2 separate regions of the Mus musculus genome follow, and region 2 is linked to region 1. Evidence: chromatin contacts called from public HiChIP or PLAC-seq data. All regions are on one chromosome and are shown on one strand. The core of a region is the stretch at or near the end of the contact, and the rest is flanking DNA. Distances in the headings are between cores, read along the strand shown. Region 1 has its middle 48 kb from the start of Gm27188. Region 2 has its middle 4.3 kb from the start of Gm27230.

Region 1 (5,913 bases), core at 1,227-3,726:
GGAGGCTTTTCAAATGAGGCTGGGGTTGCGGGGGCGGGGCGGCAGCGATTCAGTGTCAGTGTCAGGAATACCACCTCACTTTATTCATTCTAAGAGACATACAGAAAATTAGGGAGTTTCCCCCATTATTTTGGAATGTCTGAAATGTGTTTGTGAATGGAACTTCCAGCAGGGACAGAAGCGTGGGCTATCTCAACTATACACAGGTTATGAAATCTTGTTTTGTGCCAGCAGAACTATGGTGTTCGCCACAATACAAGTGACAATCATGTCAGTTGGCCAGATGACACCTGTATTATATCTTCAGCTCTGGGTATCACACATTTATAAAGTATACCAGTTTGCGAGGGTTGTCGTAACAAAGCCCCTGGCCTTGGGAGCTCAAACAAGAACTTTTCTCATCCTTCTACAGGAGAGAAGTCTGTGGTCCAGGTTCCACAGAGTGGATTTCTTCAGCGGCGGTTCTCCTAGACACTCTCTTTCTTCTGTCTATAATGCCACTAGTTGAGCTGGATTAGAGTTTGCCATAGCAACTCATTTTAATAACCTCTTTTAAAAAATCCTGTATCCAAACATGGTCTCATTCTGAAGTGCTGGAGTTGAGAATTTCAACGTGAATTTGGTGGAGGAGACACAATTTAGTCCATGACACAAGCTACCAAAACCCCACTCTGTCCCCTGATTGTTTAGATGACCTTGAACTGCATTTCTTTCTTTTAGGACTCTTAACCCAAATTCTTACAACTTGTTAGCAGTCAAAATATTTCGCCACTTTCATTAAATAATTGCTCAAAGCAGTGCATTAACCTGGTTGGTATATATTATTTTTTGTGTTCAAAAGGCTTTAGAAACTAATAATATGTTAGTTACATAAAATTCTCTAAGATGGTCCTTTGGAAATAAAAGATTTGGAAGCACAAAAGGAAATTATTTCCTTTTCTATAAAATGAGACATTTGGACCAGAAATTATCCAAGGCCCCATTCAGTGGTAAAGACCTACAATTCTGGCTTAAGTATATATATATTTTTAAAAGTATAGTGTGTTGTTAAATATAACTTTAAATGTTAGATTGGGTTATGAATAATATGCATGAAGAAAATGCAGAAATCTGGTTAGGGCCTATGGAAGGTCTTCCTAAAATTCAAATGAACAACGTAGAGAATCTTGGAAGAAAGCCCTTTGGATCCACCTGCTGACCTCAGCCTGGCCTTCAAAGTCACAGTAGCTCACACTGAGGATATTTCAGAGTCCAGTCCTGCTCCTTTTGATGCAGGCTGACCTTGAACTTCCTATGTATCTAAAGGTAAGCTTAAGCATACAATCAATCCCCTTGCCTCTGCCTTCGGAATGCTGAGATTACAGATGTGTGTCATCATGCCTGGGTTATGCAATGCTAGGCATTGATCCCAGAGCCTCATGCATGCTATGCACGAGCTCTACCCACTGAATTACAGCCACTAGATTCTTAATCTTGTACTTCAGTAACCAGCACTTTCTTTAACAGTGCTTCAACCATACACCCAAGCATCCCCCATACACCATGCCATGCACCCCCCAACCTCTGTACAGTTACATGAGTGAATGCATCTTAGGATTTCCTGAATCATAATTTCCTGAATTATATTCATAAAGTCATATTTTATGACTTCATGTAGAAATAGCACCATTTAATTGGTATTTACGGATTTTTCTCTTTTTCAGAGAATAGGTAATAAATCCCTAGAGTGCATAGTTAAGCACTACACTTTACAGTGTTACACACATTGTATTGGCTCATATTCTCCAGCTTATGTGCAAATCTATTCGTTGCCTTTCAACAAGCCAGGATTACACAGTAGAACTGCCAATCCCTAAAATTAGTTTTTAAAAAAACACTTTATGTAACTCAGAAAATATGGCTCATCTCTTCGAAGGCTGGAGACAGGTTAAAATTTTACTTTTCTTTTTTTCCAAGAGAAAAGATAAGAACCAACTATCAGGAGACGTTAGGAATATGAGGTAGTTACACTGAGAGGTAGCTCTGTGGTGATATACACTTTGAAACACTTTCACACATTGAGGCTCCTTTCTGACATCAAGTTGAAATCACTTTAGCATGGATAATTTTTAAATGAAATAGCTTCTGAGGGTGGAAAAGAACCATATTGGATTTTATCTGGTTATTAAATTCAAAAAAATGTCTTGTATCGAGAAAGTGGATATTGTCCCAGCATTATTAAAATATTCTATTTAGAAAAATGACATTGTTACTCATTCGAAACAGATGTTGGTCTAGATAAAGGGAAATGATTTCACAGGTCTCAAACACAAGCATGTGGGATTACAGAAAAATAATTATAGCGCAAGCAGGGAGTGCTGCCTCTGCCGCCGTGCAGACAGTGTTTGGGTGATTTGCTGCTGTCTGACAGGGTACCCCAAAACTTTACGGCTTAAAATAAGGACTGGAAAGCTTTTCTTGCAAAGTAGTTTCTTTTAAACTCTCTATGGCACCTGCTCAGCGCAGCTGTTGTAAGTCTAAAGCAGTCAAAGACAGTATGTATAAACAGGTGGGCTCATGATCGGCAATGAGGAACTTAGTTAAAAGGGCCGTTCCCTCTTTATAAAACCCTCTTGGCCTCCCACACACCCAATATTATGATTTTTTTTATCCTTTAAAATCTCATCTCAAATAGCCCAGAAACCACTACTACTCACACATTAAAACACAGACAGAATATTGTTTTCTGACAGTAAGTGTAGAATGTGCACATTGTGGGGGGGATTATTTCATCAATGTTCCTCTCACCTACGTAAGCTGCATGCACAAGATCTTCTTGATTGCTTACCAGTCCAGTTCCCAGCATGCAGTAAGTGCTAAACTAATGAATTTGGAAAACAAACAAAAGGAAAGGGTCTCTCAATGAATGGATTTGCTTTCACACCAAATATTAACTTGAATTGTACATGAAAAGGGAGCAGAGAGCCACAGACACATTTACCAAATCACTCACATTATAAAATTGGTCACAGGCTGGAGAGATGGCTCAGTGGTTAAGAGCACCGACTGTTCTTCTGAAGGTCCTGAGTTCAAATCTCAGCAACCACATGGTGGCTCACAACCATCTGTAATGAGATCTGACGCCCTCTTCTGGTGTATCGGAAGACAGCTACAGTGTATTTAGATATAATAGTAAATAAATCTTTTAGATAAATAAATAAAAGTAGGTCACGCCGGGCGTGGTGGCACACACCTTTAATCCCAGCACTCGGGAGGCAGAGGCAGGCGGATTTCTGAGTTCGAGGCCAGCCTGTTCTACAAAGTGAGCTCCAGGACAGCCAGGGCTATACAGAGAAACCCTGTCTCGGAAAAAAAAAAAAAAAGTGGGTCAGTGAAATTTATTTTAAAGCCATAGAGAAGAAATTCTCCTGATAATATTCAGTTTTTAAATATAGGAAAAGAACTCTTAAAAACAAATGTATCACACCATATATTATTTTACCTAGAGACTAGATTAAATAGCTGAATTACAGTTCCTTAAAGGGTAAAGAGTTGAAAGATAAATTTGTTTTCGGTACAATTCAGCCGAAGGGGGCAGAATACAACCAATGTATTAATTTAAAAGTGAATGGGATGGTCTGAGGGGAAGCAGGACCTGGCTGCCATCCTCTCCTGGCTTAGAGCAGCATGGTAAAACTATGGAAATGCCTGTGATTGCTTCTCCAGTGCTGGGTCTGGTCTCCAAATACAGACTCTCAGCTTCCGTGACAAAGAGCTGGGGGTGGCTGCTGCAGGTGGCATATGACTTCTTCATCACCAAAAGAAAATTCTAGATGAATCTCAGTTTTCAAAGGTCACATTTTTGCATCAGTATCTCTTTTGATTTTCCTGCCAATCTGTCTTCACACCAGAGAAACAAAATCTGTGGGAGAGTGAGATCGGAGATGTGCTTCAATGAAGCTTTCTTAAACACAAGTCTGGAGAAGAGTAGAACAATTCTGGTTTGCTATTGTTGCTATTTGCAATAATACTTGAACAAAAATTTAACAAAGTCTACTTAGACTTGGAGTGAGCTGTCTCTGCAGATTCCTGACAGAGTAGAATCACAATACTTCCATCCCATATTTAATATTGCCATAGCCCAAGAGGTCCTCTCCCACACCTGCCTACTCCAAACTCTTTTGGTTTTTAGCATTACAAAGAGTTCAAAATTCACAGCCTTATTATCCGAGTTCTTTACCCCTGTACTTCTAGACCCTTACTGTCTAGGATCGGTGGCTGCCAATGCTCAGTTCTAGGCTGATGTGGTGGTTTGAATGAGAATGGTTCCTGTAGACTCATATATTTGAATGTTTAGTTACGAGTTGGTGAAACTGTTTAGGAAGGACCAGGAGATATGGAGAGATATGTCTTGAGGGTAGGGTTTGAGATTGCAAAAGCCTACACCAGGTGCTCTCTCTCTCTCTCTCTCTCTCTCTCTCTCTCTCTCTCTCTCCCCACGTCCTGCAACTTGCAGATCAGATATGAGTTCTCAGCTACTGCCATGTCTACCTGCCACCAGGCTTCCCACCATGATGATTATGAACCCACCCTCTGAACCTGTAAGCAAGCTTCCAATTAAATGCTTCCTCTTATAAGTTGCCTTGGTCATGGTGTCTCTTCACAGTAACAGAATGTTGATTAAGATAGTTGTCATTATCCGCACTCCAGATCTCCTTGAGAATGTTTAAACTACATCCCCCAATTTGCTCTCCAGAGCTCTTCTAGCACTTGTCAGATTTTGGTTCAGAAACGAGAAAATATAATGAACCTGCAAAAAAAAAATTAAAACCTCTGTATACCCTCATTTATAACAGCATTATTCACAACAGCAAAAAGTGGAAGCGACTTGGGCATATGTAGATGATTAAGTGGATAAAGAAAACGTGGTACATACATCCATGGAATATTACCCACTCCTTCAAAAAAGGAAATTTTGATACATGCTACAACTTGGTCATCCATAATACCTTAGGGGCTATTAATAGTATGTCAGAAGTCAAACAAAAACAATAGATGCCTGAGTCCATCTAAATGGATACTGGATAATAAAATCCATAGAGACAGATCAGAGAGCACTGGTTTCTAAAGGCTAGAGGAGAAGAAATGGGTAAAATTCCAAGGCCATGGAATTTCAGTTTTGCCAACTGAAAAAATAATTTAGAAGTGGGTGGTGATGATAGTTGTTCAAAAAAGAGAAGTTACTTAAATTTAGTAAAAAAAAAAAAAAAAAAAAAAGGTAAGTCATTTAAAACAGGTTGACAACGTAGTTCAGTCGCTAGAGTGCTTCCCTGCATTTGTAAGGCTCTAAGTTCAGTCTCCAGCCCCACATAGAACTTGGTGTGGAGGTGCCTACCTGTAATTTCCACGCTCAAAAGGTGGCACTGCAAGGATCAGAAACTGAAGGTTGTCCTCTACTACACAGTGAGTTCAAGGTGGGCCTGGGCCACATAAGACTCTTCCCTGAAAAGTTAAATAAATAGGGTCACCACGATAGTGGTTAAAGGCAGATACCATCAAGCCTGCTGACCTGAGTTCAGTCCCAGGGCCCCGAAAGTCATCTTCTGACCTCCACATGCATGCCATGGCAAGGGTGCATCCCCCCATAAGTAAATACACACACACATACATACATACATACATACATATAATATCAATAAAAATAATATGTGTTACATTTCATTTTCTGTCTAATCACACACACACACAAAATCTGACCTGCACGTATGGCCCACACCAGCTGCTGAGTGATTCTTCCAACATATTCTACCTATGGAGACTTTACAACCTTAAGAGCTTTTCTTTTCATTTCTCTGTATAACATTTCAGACCACATTGACCTAATTTCTTAAAATCTCCAGGCATTTTTCATTCGTCAAATTGCAACCCACTGCA
Region 2 (5,913 bases), core at 1,835-4,334, 180 kb before region 1:
AGATATCCACATGAGGAAGATGAAAGGAGGCATGTCTCATCGTATATAAAAATTGCCTAAAAAAGTTTTAAAGACTTAGAGTTAAGACCTAAGTCTACAGAACTATCAGGAAAAACAAGGAGTGAGTGTTTCAGGATATTGGAACGATTGTGGGACTGTGACAATGGAGATAAGACCTCATAGTCATAGGCAACAAAAGAAAAACTATACAAACAATTTTTTTTTTATCAAGCAATAACACTTCTATATGGCATAATAAGAGACAATGCCTTCAGGCTGTACCCTAGATAGAGGGCTAATGTATGGCATGAACTCTACTCAATAGTTAAAATAAAACCAGTAACAATCTGAATAAAGAAATAAGTATAACTAAATAGATCCTTCTTAAAAGAAGATATGCAAATGACCAGTGGGTACAAGAAAAACCATCTAAGTCCCCCTAACATCACAGGCCTGTCCATGAGTGTTAGTATAGAGAGGGAAAATGGGTTCTGGTATTCTGTTGCATAGAGTGACCATAAAGTAATGACAATGTGGTACATATTTAAAACAGAACAAAATAAAAAAACACCCCTAAAGGTGACGCTGGAGAGATGCTCAGTGGTTCAGAGAGCCGGCTGCTCTTGTAGGAGACCCAGGTTCAATACCTAGCACTCAAATAGAGGCTCACAGCCATATTTAATATCATGTTCTTTCCTCTGCGGGAACCAGGCACACATGTGGTACACATGCATCCATTCAGGCAAAACATTCATTTACATAAAAATATAAAACATTAATAAAATAAAAGTGTTTTCATCTCAAGAGGATAGAGTGTGTTTATGGAGACAGATGTTACCATGATTTTAACATAATACAATGTATACAGATGTTGAAGCACCGTGTGGTATCCCACAAATTATATCAATTTTATGTGTCCATTAAATTTAAGCCAAATGGCTCATGCTTGTAATCCCTGTACCCTGGAGGCTGAGGCAGGAGGATCAGGAGTATAAGGTCAGCTTTATTTGCACAGTGAGTTTGAGGCCTCTCTTGGCTGTATGACACAGCAGTTCAAAACATACAAAAAATAAACACAGAAATCAATAATTAAAAGAGCTGCTGGTTTTCAGTTTGTCTAGATTTTTTTCCCCATATGGATGAGGTGATGATGTCTAAGGTATTTCTTATCTCAACAAAACAGGGCATCTTGAACATTTTTCATGCACTTAGAATCCATTTACATATCTTCTTTGCTTACATTTTAAAAAAATAAATATGTTCATGTTACATTCTGCTATTGAGTTATAAAATTTTGTCTGTCTTAAATGTATTACTTAGAAATATTTTGCCCAGTTTGTGGGTGGAATTTTGTTTGCTTTTTTGTTTATTTGTTTGTTTGTCTATTTGTTTGTTTTTTGTGACAAAGTTTTTCTGTGTAGTCCTGGCTATCCTGAAACTAGCTCAGTAGACCAGGCTAGCCTTAAACTAAAGATCCTCCTGCCTCCCAAGTGCTGGGACTAAAGGTTTGTGCCACCACTGCTGAGCCACTTTTTGTTTCTTCAATAGTGTTTTTTAAAGAGAAAAAGTCTAAAATATGGCCCATGTGGTCATTTTTTTTCTTTTTTCTTATTTTTTGGTCTTTTGAGACAGGGTTTCTATGTGTAGCCCTGGCTGTCCTGGAACTCACTCTGTAGACCAGGCTGGCCTCGAACTCACAAATCCACCTGCCTCTGCCTCCCAAGTGCTGGGACTACCGTGTGATCAGTTTAAAAATGATCTGTGCTTTAGCTGTCTACCTGATAAGCCTTTGCCTAACTCAAAAGTTGCAAGAACCTGTCTGTGCTCCCTTCTTGAAGTCCACAGCTTTAGTTTTGCATGCAGGCCTCTGACTCCTTTGAGGTGATTTTGTGTGTGGTGTGAGGTAAGAGCTCATGTTCTTTAGCCTGGGAAAGAGGCCGATGAATGCAGACAGACAGATACATAAACAGTTCCATCTCTTAATGAAGGAGGACCACCTTTGCCCAGAGAATTGTTTTATAATGGTGCTCAAAAATAACCAATGAGAGATACTCACGTCTATTTCTGAGCTGTCTCTTCCTTTACACTGGTCTCAATATCATCTATACCAATTCTCCATTGCATTGATTTCTGAACTTTTGTAGTAAGTCAAAATATCAGGTAGTATGAGGCCTCTGCTTTGCTCTTCTTTGTAACATTGTATTTTTAATTTACTTATTTTTTTGTTTACAGGCTTGTTTGCTATTTTAAGTGCTTTTCATTTTCTTCTAAATTTTAAAATCAGTTTGCCAATGACTACAAAATATTCTGCTGGAATCTTTACGGGAACTTTGTTGACTCTTGTTTTTAATTTGGGGAGTATTGCCATCTGAACACAACTAACGCCTCCCATTCATAGTGTGGGTTAGGGCTCCATTGGTATAACTCGCTAATTTTCCCTGACAGGGGTTTAAAGTTTTCAACATGAAGATCTCACTCTTCATGATTCCTAAGAATTTTAGTCTTTAAATGCTATTGTGAATGGAAAGAATTTTTTTTGAAAAGAATTTTTTAAATTGCATTATTAAATTGTTACATTGGGAAAATAAATTAATAGGTTAAAAAAATAAAAGTAGGGGCAGAGAGATGTCTGGGTTGGCTGAAGCTTGTGCCACAGAGTCTGAAGACTTGAATTTGAGCCATGAGACCCACGTGGTGAGAAGAAGGAACCAGTTCCTCCCATGTTGCCCTCTGACCTGCTCGGGCTTGCTGGGCACACACGTGTGCCTCTCATACATGCAGCCCATATGGAAAAATTGTTAGATCTTGATACTATAGCCTTGCTAACCATGCTTCTTGCTCATATTTTTATTTTGCTTTTATTAGATTCCCTAGGGTTCTTTCAGAGAAGAAGGAAAATTAAGGTTCTTCGGGAGTGGTGGTGGTGGGGGTAACATTTCTTTATTACGATGTCAACCATAACTGCTTGAGAAAAGAAAACCTGAAACAGCATCAACAGAAAGAAACCAACCAACCCTGGGCCGCGGATGGGGGCTGGCCTAGAAGGAGGTGAGCTTAAGCTTTGATCCTCCTGACTCGCCTTCCCCCGCGCTGAGATGGCAGGTGTAGTCCTGCACTTCCTGTTTGATGCTTGGATTGAACCTACAGACTACACAAACACTAGGTACTGAGCTAAGTCATCAGCCCTGAGTTTAATCTTTCCTATAGACTGACATTCTGTTTTAGGGATAGTTTAAATACAAATAATCTATTTTACCATTTGTTTGAGTTTAATGTGTGGTTCAAAATAAACAATACCAGAGCAAAATAAAGTAAGACAAGATCCGCAGAGAAGGAAGCGAGCCAGAGAAGCCCCATCCTTCTCTTTCCCAATGAAAGCAGTTCATTCTCATCCTGAATATTAATTCCTGGCAAAGACAACTATTTAGCCTTATGCAAACTGACAGAAGAGAACTGTGTAGCTTGGTCATTTTTCTTATATCATATTGGAACTTCGTTGGAAAAGGCTGCTGCATAATCATACCGTTACGAAAGGTCACGTGGACAGACATCACACAGGTTAGGTCAAGTAGCTGTGTAACCCTCAGTGTTATTCCCAGTTGGCCCCAGGAAGTTGGCGAGGACGTTCTTACTGATGTCCCAGCCCTTTGGACTTCACTGATGCTGAGGTCAGCAAGCCTGGGAGTCTCCACCAAGCCCTCGTGCTCATTCATAGATCGCAGCGGTAACGCTGGGACTCTCTGGCAAGGCTCTGCCGTTTATTCATAGACAGCAGTGAGGTTGTGATATGAACACAGAAGGAACACAATTCTTCATTACTCTGGGGTAAATGACCAGGACTACAATCACCGAGTTGAGGCTTTAGGCATGTTCCTTTTATCGAGACACTGCCAAGCCGTTTTCCAGAGGGGTCTGCCCTGATACCTCCCACCGCACTACTTCCCACTCGGAGCAGGAGGACTCAGGTTCTGGTTGCCACTGCATTTTTAGCTGGGATGCTTTATTGTGGTTGGAATTTACAGTTCACTAGCGATGGGTGGTGCTGAGCCCAGTGCCATGTGCTTCTTGTCATCCACGCGCGTGCCTCCTGGATGAAGCGGTTCTTTAGATGGATATGATAGGGCTGTGGCTTCATGAGCTGCGCCGGAGACTGTAAACTTTTAGCGGTGTATCCATTCTGACTTAATTTGCATTAAATTGTGAATCTGAGGCTGAGACTCATTGCTTACACCTTGGGTGCCCATTCGTTCCATCGCTATTGAAAGGGACAACATCACGTTCATTGAGATTGGCTTTGCACGTTAGTCAGCACCTCGATGAATATATTTCTGTGAATATATCTGGCTCTCCTTTCTGATGTCATGAAGTCTTGATTGTTTTCACTAGTTCAGCTTCTCTTTCCCTAATAATTTCTGAAGAATCTAACCTGCTTCTAAAACACATCTTGCTGAACTGTTGATAAGAACCAGGTATACCTGCGTACAAATCCAAGGAGGATGGATGGACTGGGTTACCGCTTCAAGTCAGGACCTGCAGCCTGACTCTTGGTGTGTCTGCACTTCCTAGTTTTCAGCCCCTAAGTCCTATATATGCCTTGTTGGGATTCTACCTAAGTGTATTTGTAAATAAAACTTTATTTTTAAAATTTGGTGTTTGTATGTCCTTTTTTGGAGTATAGTAATAGCTAATTTGTTGATATTCTGAAACTTTGTTGAACTCAGATTAGCACTTAATGGGATAAAGACACTGGTGTCTAAATCCCACCAACAATCATTACTATTAAGTAAATCTTTATTAAGCTTATGGGTTACCAAAAAAATATTAAAAAGTCGTTTAAAAAATTTTATACTTTAAACTACATATTGAAGAAATGTTTATTTTATTCATGCCATTTTTACATTTAAAATATCTGTTACTTCCCATATTTCCTTCTTTAAGACTTATGTGTTTGTGCCTGAGTGAATGCTTGCACACCCTGGGTATGCAGGCATTTACACAGGCCAGAAGAGGGCATAGGATCCTCTAGAACTCGAGTTACAAATAGTTGGGAGCCACCCCACCGTGTGAGTGCTGAACACAAGTCCTCCAGAAGAGCAGCCAGTGCTCTTAACCACGGAACCATCACCTCAGCCCCGAGATTTACTTTCCTTTTAATTATGTACATGCGTTTGTCTGTAGCCCTTGGAAGCCATCGGTGTTAGTTAGACATCTTTGGGGCTGGAGTATCGGCTACCAGGGTGACTTGGGTGAATTGTCTCTCCAGTGCTACTAGCCATGCTATTGCAAAGATTGAAGAACACGAATTAAAACTCAAGACGGAAGTTTTTAGTGAGAGAGGAAAGTTATACAATCCGAAGAGAAACCGGAGCATCGGATGTTCTCACAGGGCTCTTTTAGCTGTCTCTTACTCTTGAATTCATCTCTCTTGGGTAAAGCTCTGGTTTCATAGCCTATGAAGGCCATCTTTACTCACAGATGGCTTGAAATGAATGACCTGTTTCTTCCTGTAATTACAGTCATTATCATCTGAAGTTTTACTACACGTACAGTTGGCTAAGGCATAGGTTGCCTGAATACGACTTCCTGGAGACTCTGTCTTTTCTTTATTAACCCATACTTGTCCTATACTAAACTCCCATATTTGTGGGACCTTATTGATGGGCTGCCTTCTACTCCATTTATCTTCTGTTTGGATATTAATTCTAACTGTTGATAAATGAGTGTGCCTCAATTTATCTTCTGCTCAAATCTTATGAGACAATGAGGAATTTCTCAGCTTAGCTTGTCTTCCTTTCCTTTCCTTTCCTTTCCTTTCCTTTCCTTTCCTTTCCTTTCCCTTCCCTTCCCTTTCCCTTTCCCTTTCCCTTTCCCTTTCCCTTTCCCTTTCCCTTTCCCTTCCCTTCCCTTCCCTTC

The links. HiChIP or PLAC-seq counts read pairs in DNA pulled down with a chosen protein or histone mark.
Region 2: an H3K27ac HiChIP or PLAC-seq map of double positive thymocytes shows a contact between it and region 1, with 5 times the contacts expected there. The contact joins two enhancer-like sites. A contact is called at or near these places in 1 of 15 datasets of contacts at CTCF or cohesin (thymocytes), 4 of 484 Hi-C or Micro-C datasets (cerebellum, embryonic stem cells and nephron progenitors) and 1 of 115 datasets of contacts at active chromatin or transcription factors (double positive thymocytes).

The regions. Positions count from the first base shown.
Region 1 is chr9:72,202,599-72,208,511 of GRCm38.p6, reverse strand. No RefSeq gene overlaps it. Among named protein-coding and RNA genes, the nearest start is that of Gm27188, 48 kb to the left of the region's middle. Within about 2 kb of position 2,476, at least 10 of the 459 cell types and tissues checked have an H3K27ac peak or open chromatin away from gene starts, as enhancers often do. A contact at or near this core is called in double positive thymocytes, where this site is marked.
Region 2 is chr9:72,383,117-72,389,029 of GRCm38.p6, reverse strand. No RefSeq gene overlaps it. Among named protein-coding and RNA genes, the nearest start is that of Gm27230, 4.3 kb to the left of the region's middle. Within about 2 kb of position 3,084, at least 8 of the 459 cell types and tissues checked have an H3K27ac peak or open chromatin away from gene starts, as enhancers often do. A contact at or near this core is called in double positive thymocytes, where this site is marked.